Regions from separate parts of the Mus musculus genome. Here region 1 is linked to region 2. A link is a contact called in public Hi-C data. All regions are on one chromosome and are shown on one strand. The core of a region is the stretch at or near the end of the contact, and the rest is flanking DNA. Distances in the headings are between cores, read along the strand shown. Region 1 overlaps Ddah1 (dimethylarginine dimethylaminohydrolase 1). Region 2 has its middle 30 kb from the start of Ddah1.

Evidence for each region. A called contact is a pair of places that touch in the nucleus more often than the background predicts.
Region 1: a Hi-C map of the C2C12 cell line shows a contact between it and region 2, with 2.3 times the contacts expected there. The contact joins two enhancer-like sites. A contact is called at or near these places in 1 of 15 datasets of contacts at CTCF or cohesin (the NIH/3T3 cell line), 5 of 484 Hi-C or Micro-C datasets (the C2C12 cell line, the HL-1 cell line, embryonic stem cells and 2 more) and 1 of 115 datasets of contacts at active chromatin or transcription factors (embryonic fibroblasts).

What each region holds. Positions count from the first base shown.
Region 1 is chr3:145,832,484-145,839,360 of GRCm38.p6, reverse strand. All of the region lies in intron 1 of Ddah1 (dimethylarginine dimethylaminohydrolase 1), which reads right to left. Among named protein-coding and RNA genes, the nearest start is that of Gm35187, 55 kb to the left of the region's middle. Within about 2 kb of position 5,235, at least 40 of the 459 cell types and tissues checked have an H3K27ac peak or open chromatin away from gene starts, as enhancers often do. A contact at or near this core is called in the C2C12 cell line, the HL-1 cell line, the NIH/3T3 cell line and 1 more, where this site is marked.
Region 2 is chr3:145,725,389-145,731,730 of GRCm38.p6, reverse strand. No RefSeq gene overlaps it. Among named protein-coding and RNA genes, the nearest start is that of Ddah1, 30 kb to the left of the region's middle. Within about 2 kb of position 1,975, at least 82 of the 459 cell types and tissues checked have an H3K27ac peak or open chromatin away from gene starts, as enhancers often do. A contact at or near this core is called in the C2C12 cell line, the HL-1 cell line, the NIH/3T3 cell line and 1 more, where this site is marked.

The DNA of each region.
Region 1 (6,877 bases), core at 3,986-6,485, 100 kb before region 2:
AATGTCGAGACTTCACTCTGCAAGTCTTTGCACGGATCCTCATCGGGTGGTAAAATGGTCCCCTTCCTTCTAGTTGCTGTTTTGCTGTTGTGCCTTCGAATGGGAAGGATGACGTGAGGGTAGTGCTGGGGAAGCCACTAGAGAAGCTTATGCCATGCCATTAGGGTGTCGGGGCACCGTTGGCTGGGAACCTGCTGATGCATCAAAGCCACACTATGTCATCCTTGACAACAAGCGAGAGACCACGTTTTCATTTCCTTATGCCACTTTGACATTCTTTGATGATCAGCACATTTGCGGCCACTTGGTCTAGAACATTTGGCTACGTTTACGTCAATGCTTTTGTCAGTGCCACGGTTTCCTATACGGTTTCTCGTGTAATCCACATCTTTGAGTGGATGCCAGCTTAATTTTGTCAGACTACAGACTTTTCTTTCCAAAGCCCGTGCTCTGGAAGTTGAAACTTTAGTGGGAAAGATACAGTGATGATATAATGGGATTATTTTGTGATGTCTGCAACAGTGGTTGGCATTAGGATGCCTATTTTACACTTGAGGTAAACTGAGGCTGAGGGAGATTGACTGACACTTGAGTCAAGTCCTGTGAGCCTATTTCCATTGTACATTCCCCGCTCTGTGAGACTGATTCCCTAGAATCAGTATAGCCCATGTTAGCATTCGAACAGAGAATCTCTTGAACTCTGTACACTTAAGTGAATTTAGTATTATGAGATCATATGCCAAGGGGTTTTAGACTCTGTTATGGTTTTCATACCAGAGATAGATGGGGGTTTCTGTATTTTTGAGCTGTAGGATATTAGGTTACAGAGTGATTAAGAGCATTAAGTAACACAAGTGGAATGTACAAACCACACCAAGAACACTGACTGAGGACAATCCAGTATTAACCACCACCCTTCAATCTTCAGATGCCTTGGATTTGTTCAGTGGTTGACTTCCACATATGTTCATTAAACTACTAAAACCAAAATTATTAAAACAAAAGATCAAAGGGAGGTTTAACTCAGAATCCATTTCTAATTGAAGCCATTCTGAAATCCTCTTCAATCTTCTACTTTCCGGAGGAAATCAGTAATGATAATTGCAAACACATATCTCATCTTCCTATACTTCCTATATGCTGGGCATCCTAAGAAGAGCATGTACTTAATTCAGAAGGTGCCAACAATCTGACTAAGCATGTCTGAGCATTGCTCCTGTTTCACTGGGGAGGAAACAGAGCAGGGCAGACAGCCTGACAATGTCACAAATCAAATAAGCAAGAGAGTTCAGATAGAAACTTCTAGGGTGATCTGAAGCTTGTGTCACTAACAAAAAGTGATCAGGACATTGACTCCTATGCAGCCACACAAAACCAAGTGTCAAGGATGGTGAGGTCCTAAGCACACTCAGAAACGGGGCGTCTTTACTATTGTTTATTTGCATAAGAATGTGGACTCAGGCATTTTGAAGTCCAGTTGACAGAGGTTAAAATCTGAGTAGGTTTCTAAAGATCCTGAATTTTGATTTTTGCCTAGCTAAACACTGTGCCAACTAAGTCTAGTAAATCTGGTAAAGTTGGGGGAGCTACTTCTTCAGTTATCAAATTGTGTGTAGTTATTTGTGCAAAAAGTTTTTAAGTAAGCGATCAACTGTGTGTTTTCAATACAATGAAGTTATGAAAGAAAATGAACACACAGATGTGCGCCAAAACAAGATACTGTAGATATCTCTAAGACAGTAGGGTAAGTTTCAAAATGACAAGAAGGGTCTTTGTCACACTGGGAAGAGGCTGCTGCCTTTTGTATCTTTAAACATCCTGTGTAAACTTTTCCTTTTAGATGGAAAAGACCACTCACTGCATGGCACAGGCCTACCACCCCCACAAGTATACACTGCACAGAACAAGAAGATATTTCGAGGATGTAATTCAGTTGACCAAATAGTTGACTTAAGTTAATCAAGAGGGAGATTAGCCTGAGTGACCCTGACCTAATCTGGGGCTCTTCAAAGAGCTTTTCACGACTAGAGAGAAGTCCGGAAAATGTTGTGATGGTCTCTTCTAAAAAAAACAAGAAGCTATTTTTAGTTACCCTACCATTGCTGGGATCCCCGACAGAAGTAACTTAAGGAGGAAGGGTTTGTTTTGCCTCGAAGTTAATTCACTCTAGATAGAACCTAGCACATGGAACAATGTGGCCATGGTTAAGTAGGTCTCCCCACCTTTACAGGCTCAGAGGGTCCTTTCCATAGTTATTCTAAATCTCAAGGTCGACCAGATGGACCGTCATCTCACAGCTGTAGTGAGACCACCCATGGAAGAAGGGTCTAAGGTGGCCTCTAGGAAGAGAAAACAATTGCTGGCTAATAGCCTACCAAAACAAAAAGAAAAAGAAACCCACCCAAAACAAACATCCAAACCAGGTTGTTAGTCTTACAACCACAAGAAACTAAATGCCATTTGTTGGCAGTCTGAATCAGTTCAGAAGAGGATCAATCTCTTGATCAGAAAGAATATTGCCTTGATAACCCTTCGACTGTGGCTTATGTTACCTTGAACAAAACCCTCAAGATATACCATGTTCAAACCTGTGACCTGCAAAAATTGAGAAAACAGACACACAGGCCCATGCTTAGGTTGTTTAGCTACATAGCAATAAAAACGGGGACCCAGGGAACTCCAAGTTTAAAAAGGTTTTAGTTAAGCCTGTGTTTGCAAAGTTCCTTGGTTAGAAGCAAAAAGAAAATGATATGATTATTTCCAACTTGTTTCCTTAGAATATGGTTCACCATTTGTAAGACTTTCCTAATAGATTCTCATGAATACCATTTTAAATGCCCAGGGTGAAGGCTCTGGCAGGCTTTGCCCCCCCCCCCCCCTTCCCACAAGGTCTATTCCTTTATTTGGCTACTTCCTTTTCCTAAGACTAACTACCAAGGTCCAGCTATCAAAGTACTAAAGTCAAGCAATCAAAAGTCTCTTTTGGGTCACCTAATTAACATGTCCAATTAAAATTTAATACTCCACCCTAATGTGTGGGGTAGGCGAAGGGTGGGTTCCCCTTTTATGTTTAAAAAACTACCATGTTCCTATTTGCCACAGCTGTCTCTTCACTATCCAGGGGCAGTCCTTTGTCTCTTTTGCAGACTCTCCCTTGTTCCCTTCCTCTTCTCCCCCCATCCTCTATCACCTGTCTTTGTCTCTTATTCCCTGCCCTCTGTCCTTCCAGGGCAAATAAATCTCCCTTGTGCTGAAACTTGGTCTTGGTGGTCCTGAGCTGATAGTGATTTCTTCCCAGGGGTCCTAGACACACAAAAAAACCTTCTTAATCTACAATTCATTGAATACAGTCAAATTTGAAAAAATGCCTAAAATAAGTATATAGCTAACAGATACCCAAAGAAATGAAAGTAACAAAAGTGTGTGTGTGTTATATGTGTGTGTATCTCCAAAGCAGTACCTTGGGAATCTATTTTAACCCATTTAGTTACGTAAATAATGAATGTTTATTGAGAGCTAGACATCATGATAGGTTGTGATCAGTGGTCATAAAAAAAATAGGTATGGCAAGCCCTCCAAGGTTCAGAGAACTCAGAATGTCAGAGGTGGGGATGGGCGGGGTCCTGTGAGAAGCTGACTTCTGAACATGGCATGACTGTTGTGTTCATGAACTCACAGCAGCTGTGATGCCTGCTCCAAGTTTGGCCCCTCAGCATTCCAGCACAGATGGGGGTCTCTTGAGGCCATATCCCTCAAGAGAGCTATTGGCAGCTAATCGTTGCTGAGGGCAAGAGAGCCATTTTCTTCAGTGCTATGGACACTCTCAAGTTGCACATGGCAGTAACAAATTCCCTATCCATGCTCACGAAAGCCACCCTAATCAAGTTCTGTGAGTGACAAGTGAGACAGAAAGAAGGCATGAAAGTGGGTGCACAACCTGAGGGGGAGGAAGATTCAGTGGGGCGAGAGAGGGCGATGGGCAGAAGATGGCCAAGTTACATCGTAAGCATGTGCGGAGTTGTTAATAATCCTTTCCACTAATATATTTATTTATTCACTTTACATCCCTGCTTCTCTGAGTCCCCTCCCTCCACAAGCCCTTCTCCTCTGAGAAGGGAGACATCCTCCTGGGTACAAATCCACCCTGGCACACCAGGTCGCTGTAGGACTAGGCACATCCCCTCCCACTGAAGAAAGCCCAGTGAGGAGAACAGGATCCACAGGCAGGCAACAGAGTCAGGGATAGCCCCTGCTCCAATTGTTGGGAGACCCACATGAAGACCAAGCTGCACTTCTGGTACATATGTGTAGGGTAGAGGGGGGCTAGATCTAGTCCACATATGCTATTTGGTTGCTGATTCAGTTTCTAGGAGCCCCCAAGGGTCTAGGTTAATAATTTTTAATTTAGTAAAAATAGATATGGCCCCTGTCTCAGTCATAGAAATGTTTGTGTGTGTATATATATATATACATATATATATATACATATTTGTATATACATGTGTTATGCATATAGTGCCTCTGTGGTTATAAAACTCAAACCATGTAAGTCATATATAGTTTGTTATAATATCACGTGTGGGACACTTCCTGTTTGAGAAACAAGGCAAGCACATTATTTAGACAAGGGCTCTTTGAGGAGGTGACATTTAAGTTCAATCAAAATGTCTACACTAGTTATTAGCCTTGCTGGAAAGCTACCTATGCTTAGAAACAAAAGGAGCTTCTTAGATGGTCTCCTGATTCTAAGCAGCTGACCCAAGTCTCCAAAAAACGAATGAATGAATTATTGTTTTAGAAAAGTGGCCTGTATAACTGGAAACATTTAATCCCTGAACGTTTCAAGTTATCAGAGTTGAATAAATGGCATTTCATCTTCTGATTAGTCTGGGAACGTCTCATATTTATAGAATGGCCAATATGTACAACTGTTATATAAACAGCTCACTTTCCCTCTTACTGAATCCTTATAAAAATAACCATTTCATGAATAAGATCTCTAAAAAAACGTTTCCCACAGACTGAGATATCTGTTGCATCTTTCCTCCACAGAGTTCTTGGATTTCTAAACTTACTGATTTATTTCTAGTGACAAGCACTAAAAATCAACCAGGATATTCTGCATCTTTGTACCTATATTTGTAATATGAGTGGGCCAGAGGTTAAGATGAGGTCATTTCCTGTTCTAGATTCTAAGAGTTGTACTCTCAAAACTGCTTTTGGCAGCCGCTAGTGTGTGATCGCGTTTTTCCTCCCACGGAGTTTACTGAAAACACCCCAGATGGTTGGTTATTCATGAGGCGAGTATTCTGGTATTCAAGCAAATTCAATCAGAAGCAAGAGGCTGGGTCCAAGGATGGAGGAAAGATGGGATTAAAACCAAAAGAGAATTTTAAAATTCCAGCAGAATGGATGCCCTTAGAGGTGAACAGGCGATCTCTGCTGAACAAATTAGACAGAAAAGAAGGTGTGTGAATGCTCACCTAACATTAATAATTGATAATTACATTTAATTTTGGGGTTGACTGTCACCGTGCCTTTATGCCTGTGAGCCACTGATGAATCCATGAGAAGATAATGGATTCCTGTCACCTGCCAAGCTCTGTGTGTTCTCATGTGTGTTCTCACACATCATACAGATCTCATCGGTGATGGGCTCATGCCTCACCCACTTCTCAGGACCAACCCTCCCGAGAATGGAGGGTTTACATAGCCAGTTCTCGGACACCCAGGATCAAACGATCTTTTCTGCTCAGTCCTCCTTTGGGTGACAATCCTGGGTTCTTTCCCCTGGGAATTCTGCACTAATAAAGCCCAGTTCCTTCTCAAATGGAAAGTCCTGCTTTGTGCTCTCCTGGGGGAATGGAGCCTTTGTCCTTTGGCACAACTGCAGAATGGCTTCTTTGTCATTATGTCATCTCCTCAGCTTAGACTCCAGAGCAATCAGAACAGAGGAACCTATCCATCAACAGTCAACAACCTGGGCTCTATAATGATTTTAGTAGGACAGGTACTCTCCATCACCAATTACATGGGAAATCTTATTAAGCTCGGTTTCTAAGTGCCAACCATTGTTTAAAGTGATCTGACACTGCATGTGCCGTTCAGTCACCACCACGTCCCTACAGCTACCTCCCAGGAACAAGTCAATGATGTTAGTTTCACCTCTTTTCCAAGTGGCTCAGTTCTGATCGGGAACGGGAAATCTGTTGTGCCGTTCCCATAGCCGTAGGAAGGAACAAACCCCCTCACCCTCCTTTGGATATTGGGTATGGATGTGGTGCCTGAAACTGGTGCAGCCACCAAGCGGCAACTGGGTATGGAGATGGAGAGAGTCTGCAGCCTCTGACATTGCTGAAGGGATGGATCTAGCAGCCTGGGACTTTATATGAGAGTGTTTATTTCCTAAGCAATTTGATTTGCATTTTTCCATTAAACGCAAGAAACCCATTCACTTATATGATAAATATTGATCATCCAAAGAAAATATCCAAAGAGTTAGTAACAGATCACCATATAACTAAGGGTACTAACTTTGGGGATAGAAACAATTGCCAACAAGAGACATCGTTCTTTCTGTAGGTATGGGGGAAAGCCTTGATGTCACTCAGACTATATACTATGTAAGATGTAACTTTTCAACTGATAACATCTGCTCTGGTAGCTGATACGAGTGTTGATCAAATGATACTTCCAACAACCCTCATATTAAGACCAACCTGCTTATAGGAAACAGCTCACAAACAGCAATCTGTAAAGTTAAATGAGCCATGGGAAGGGCTCCACTGTCTCAGTTCTGTAGATGAAGCCTAACCGTTACAGTTCTGCATGTCAGAGTGTCCAGCTGAGATTCTAGCACTCGCCTGTGCATCGGGGC
Region 2 (6,342 bases), core at 726-3,225:
GAAGTCATGGGGGAGCTTCATGCTGCTTCCTAAGCAAGCATACTCCAGGGGGATCTAGAAACTGGGCCAAGTCACTCTCTTGGTTAGGAATCTCCTCTTACTGTAACTAAGCCTTCCCTTTGAAGGCACTGTCATTCGATCGATTTGTGACGGCTCTGCTCCAATAACAGAATCATCTCTTGATGGCCCTGCCTTTCCATACTGTTCCAGGGACAACTGACTTCCAACATGTGCTCTGGAGGAGACCTCTGCGCCCCGTCACCTGTGGCTAAGTCAGTGTCAGCCAGCGTGTGTTAAATGTATGTCCACTGAGAGAATGACCAGAGAACACGGCTTACAGTTAGCTCAGCAATGCTGCTTCCTACCGCTGCTGTTTGGGAATGACTTTCCGCTTAAAATATTTTTCAGAGGCAACCAATTAATAAACTCTCGACAAAAACACAGACATCCACTTAATCCCAAGCCAGCTATTGAAGCACAGAACTATAAACAAAACTAAACCCAAGAGCTCTGTTAGAAAGCTGTCAAACTGGCAAAACAAATATTTTTCAATAACATCACAGACTGCTATAATATTGAACAAATACAGCACACCTTCTAAATGATGAAATCCAAATATTTTCTTTTAAAAATTCTGACATTCCAAAAGAGGCTGTTCATAAGGCGGGGACTTTGAACGTGTGGGCTGGTGCTTGGACTGTATTGTACCTGAGCAGAGCTAAGGAACCTATATACGTATTTCATAAATAGAAAATTGGCTGATTAAATGTGAGGCATGGATAAATAGGACTGAACATAATGCACTGAAACACAGCCATCTTAGAGGAACGATTTATCTGTGCACGGAGCTGTTTCTTCCAACAGTTCAATGCTTACTATTTAATATCAGCATAAAGTACAGAAGGCAGCTCTTTAGTTCCTAGCAAGGTGAAACTGGTGGCCAAGTGTTTTGCTTTGGGACGCAACCAGACTGACAACCGTGGCCTTAAAATGTAGATGGCCTGTCCGAGTGTTTTCCCGAGCTTCCAAACGCAGTGAACGGTGTTCATCAAGAGGCATCTTTGTATTGTCTGGGTAGAGCTGTGTGCAAATTAGTTCCTAGGTCATAATTCACCCTCACTCTTCTGAAGGGAAATTATACATATGAAGTCATGTTAGTATTTATGGGATAGGCATTTACCAGAAAGCTCTCAAAGGCTGCATAATGAAATAGCATTAAAGCCCCCTAAATTAATTAACCATAATACTGGAATAGATTCCACTAATGGTTCTACTTCCCAGACACCACTCTCCTTTTAATATTTCTTAAAGGAAAACAATCACATTTTTCATCCCCTTTTACTGACATTTAGCCACCAGGAGCAGAAACCTGTCCACACCCCTGGGACAGCAGGAGGGTGAGGTCACCGACTGGTCACACTCTCTAGTTTCTCTCCTCTCCAAGGGCATCGGCTGCTCCAGCAGCTGACACATCCTGCTGTCCTTGGAAACAGGAAACCAGCCTAGAGTTTCTTTCGGGCTATCTCCAGCATTGCATTAGCAGATTGTCAGGCTTCCCAGACCCTTGTAAATACCTTTCACTGATGGAGTGGGTGAAGGCTCCCAGGGACTGGTGAACAGGGAAGGGTATTTGTGATTGGCAGGGGAAGGACCTGGCTCAGCTGCTGGCCATCGTGGGATGGCTCTGGAGATGAAAGAAGCAAAAGACAAAGAGGAAACACAAGGCCATTTGGTCCATCTCACACAGATGAGCAGACTGATGTCTGCTCCTAGAACAGCCCAGGCCTCTTGGGAGGTCAATGCTGCCCAGGCGAAGGCCCAGCAAAGGGAAGTTCAGATGATCCATGCAGTAGACCCACAAATTGAAGCGATTCAACCAGCTGTCCATCAAAGCAGCAAGTCATCTTCCCACATGCCCAGCTTGGGTCACTATCTCACTGGCTAGCAGTGCCAGCAGAGGGCAGCCAGAGAAAGGAGAGGAGTCCTGTTGTAGACAGAGCTACCGTCTTCTGGACAAGTTGTGGCAAATACTCTGGGTTACTCACAGTAACAGCGGACTTCCTGTTCTTCAGTCACACACCCACCTCATCTGCATTTGTCTTTGTAGTTCTCTGGGTCATCTCTCCCAAAGAATGAATAAGTTGGTCTATGAAGGGGTGGATGGGGTGGGAGCTACAAAGTCATCCATGCTAACTCTTGACAACCTAGGGAAGAGTGGCTTTTTGTGTGCTAAAGCTGCTGGTGGTGTTTGTAAATACAAGCACAGACCCTTAAGTCGTGCTTGATTTTAAAAAAATAAGTAAAACTGGATGTGGGGAAGCTAGAGAGATGGCTCAGCAGTTAATAGCATTTGCTGTTCTTGCTAAAGACCTGGGTTCACTCTCCACCTCCCACTTGTTTGTAGCTTCAGTTCCAGGGTATCCACCATCTCCATGGGCCCCAGGCACACACGTGGCCCACAGCAGACATACCTGAAGGCAAAACGCTTATATACTTATACTCATACTGTGGCGTGTGCCCCCACAAGCATGTCGTGTGCACATGATAGTAATTTTTTTAATTCAAGGGAAATGTTGAAAATGTACAGAGTTTTTTCTTGTCAAAATTCTCTGAAGAGCACATAATAATATGTGTATAATGTTGCATCCTATTGAGTGTAGTAGTTATAAAAGTCAATGGAAACTTACAGGAAGGTGGAGGGTTACTGCAAACGTGCACCGTCTTACACCAGGGACTTGAGAAATGTCAAATCTTATACCCTCTGGTGGGAGGGAAGTCCTGGAACCAATTTCCAGGGTACTCCAAGAGACTGCTGTGCAGTGGAAATGGCTTATCAATGCAGAGTAAGGCTCACTGAAGGCGCAGATGTAATTTTTAAAAATCCGAACAGACTGCGGTGACAGGCTCACAGAGAGGACCTGTATGTGTCCTGCTGTACTTTGGTGGGCATAAGAAAAGTCTCATTGGCTCTTAGTCCCAGGCCTTTGTGGCAATCAGCTCGAGTGGAGGAGATGGGGAATTCAGGATTGGTTGGCATTCTAAGAGGAAAAACTATTCGGTATCTTTCCATGTCACTCACTAAGATCTGTGTGACACTGTCATGAGCAATCCACTACCCAGAGGTCTTCATCAGATAAACAGGACTTTGAGATTCACGGCCAAGGAATGTAGGCTGGAGAGGCACTCCCAGCGCCAGCTGCTACCTGCACAGCCAAGTGCTGTGGCTGGCGAGGGACCAAGGAGGCATGCTGCAACTGGGAGCCCCAACAACCAGCCACAACCCCCGCAGGTCTTAATCCCGAAATGAAAAGTAATTGCTCTTGGCTTAAAGAAGAAAGGAAAACACCATCCTTAGCTGGATTGTGTATCATTGGTTCCCCCATCCGCCCCCCACTCCTGCCTCCCAAACTGTGCTGAACACCAGATTCTGAAAACCTGCTTGACATTTGAAAATGAGAGAAAATAAGTGTTTTCTGTCAATGTTATTTAAATCTACCCAGGAACACTAACACAGGAGAATATTTGACTGCAGATGTTTTGATTAATATGATTAAGTAGATGGGTTTCTGCCTTTAGCTCTAAGGAACAGTACTTTAATGGTAACTTACCTGAAACTAATTGTAGAAGACCTGGGTGGAAAAAACAGCCCTTTGGTTTATATTTTGAAGCTGAGGTTTGATTTTCCTGCAGAAAAGTCTGGGCCAAGGCTGCCCGAACTGGCTTTTAGTACAGATGGAATTATAACTGAAAAATTTGGAGGAAAGGGGAGGGGAAGCCGTCGTGTTAATATATTCCTGTAGTGGAATTGTCTTCTCAGCAGGAAAAAAAAAAGAAAGAGAGAAAACTCATAAAAATTCATAAAGGAACAGCTGCAAGTTTAAATTATTGTCACGGGGAACTGAAGATAGTTCTAACCTGCAATCGAATAAGTAATATTTCTATTTGTATTTGTTTGCCTTTGCCCAGGGTTCTGTATACACTCTCCATTCTTCCTTAAGGTTCAGGGAACACGGACACTGAGCAAAAACACCAAGAGCAAGAATAAAAAAAACAAATCTCACCTTTCAGGTTCCAGGTTCCAAGTTCTAAATGATGTGTGTTAATTTAGATAGTCTTCAATGGACTCCTAATGACACAGAACTAATTAAAAGAATTCTCACCCCTGGAACCAAGGCTGCTGGGTTTCCTCTTCAGTTGAGCCAAATCAGACTCTTTATACAGACAGCAATTTCGTGTGGATTAATTCAATACTACAGGCCCCCGCAGGAGTCTCAGCAATCAATTCCACCCAGCCAGAAAGCAAGCCCAGGTTCTCATTCCGCAAGGATTATCGTGGCCTTCTTCAGGTGCGGATGTTCACAGAGAAGAACCAAGCCTCTTTACAGGCACTGCTCTCCGCTTGTGTTTTCTGCCTGACTAACTCAAACCAGAAAATTAAGGTGGATGTTGCTGCAGCAGAAGTGTTTTGGGCACCACCAGGATGGTTCAACCCAAGAGAACAGAACTGGGGGACTAACGACAGTAGCAACATCTCCACAGTGCGGGGCAGCGAGCAGGTGGAAAGCCAGGCACAGACCAACACCTTCATACACAACTGTCAGAAACACGAGGCCTCAGTGAAATAGAAAATGTCACACAGCCCAGGAGGTGATGAAACAGCCACAAGCAGTGCTGAGGCGGCACTGAACGACCAGGAGCCTGGCTCTCTGCGGGCGTGGAACACTCAGCCAGTGACGCCCGAGTTAACAGCTCACAGACCTTGAGAAGTAAATTTCTTCCTGCCACATATTTGTTCATTTATACTAAGTGAATGTGTGTGTGCTGTGTGTGTGTGTGTGTGTGTGTGTGTGTGTGTGTGTGTGTGTGTGTGTGCGGTGCCCACAGAGGGCAGAAGCGGCCGGCTGTCAGATGCCCTGGAATGGGAGTTACAGGCAGCTGTGAGCCTGCGGTGTGCAGTGCTGGGAACTAAACTCAGGTCCTGGACAAGGGCAGCAAACCCGCTCAGTTGAGCCAGCTCCAACCCTTGCTCTGGGTGCTCTCTATTGCATTGTATTTATTTACTGGGGGGGAGGGGGGGTCACATGACAACTCGAAGGAGTCTGTTATGATTGCAGGGGTGTTGTGATTGCAGATGCGAGCCAATCATGTGGGTCCCAGGGACTGAACCCAGGTTGTCAGACTTGGCAGTAAGTGCCCTTCCTTGCTGAGCCAGAGATTTTGAATAAAAATTCATCGTTAGTATTCTCTTTTGGATCTAAAACTTTTGGGTAACTGACAATTCTTGTATAATTTTCAGTATCTCCCAGGGTCAACTAACTTCCAATTTGCTTTCTAAAAAGAAAGTTATACTTCTGCAGAGAGAGGCTTAATGAGATTATTTTTTGAAGAAAGGACTTAGGAAGGATCTCGCTATGTAGCCAAGGCTGAATTTAAATCCACAGAAAGTCTTCTGCCTCAGCCTTCTGAGTGTTGCACACAGAAAGACAAGAACACACACATATATACACACACATGCACACACATACACGCATGCACATATATACACATAAACACACACACACAAACATATATATACACACACAAACACACACATACATACACACATACAAACATATATATACACACACAAACACACACATACATACACACACACACACACACAAACATATATATACACACACAAACACACACATACATACACACACACACACACACACATATATATATATATATATATACACACAGACACACATGCACACACATACACATACACACACATAGCCACATACAATACACACAAAACAAAAGGAAACCAAGCCTGCCTAGAAGCAGTCCTCTGCACCCTCTGCACCATCCTTGCAAAGCAAGCTAAGCACACGGAGAAGCCTTCTGACTGCTGCTGTAACTTCAGGACATGTGCTCCAAGGGTCTTGAGTACAATGCTCAGAAATGTGTGTGACTGAGGCCACACATGCTCAGGTGCTGGGATTCCAGTCCGGTTCCCAGAATCTCTTGTCATCTGGGAAGACATCTGGTGGTTAGACACCCTGCAGTCTGTTGCCTGCCTATCACTCAATCCCCGCCCACTGCCAGGGCCCTCGTTGCTTGAGCCTCCTAGGATGCTACCTCATGTGTCAGCGTCTCCCATGGCATCACTGGTGTCACTGTGACTACTGACCACTGCCATCTCTTCTGCAATGCTGAAGCTACATGGCCAGGAATCTTCTTGCTGAAACTTGATCTGCAGGAAAAAGTTCTCACTAGTTCTCTTCTGAGTTCTTTATGAGCAGGCCCGGCCTCCCTTGCTTCCTAGGGCTCTCTGCAGAGCTATAGAGATGGCCA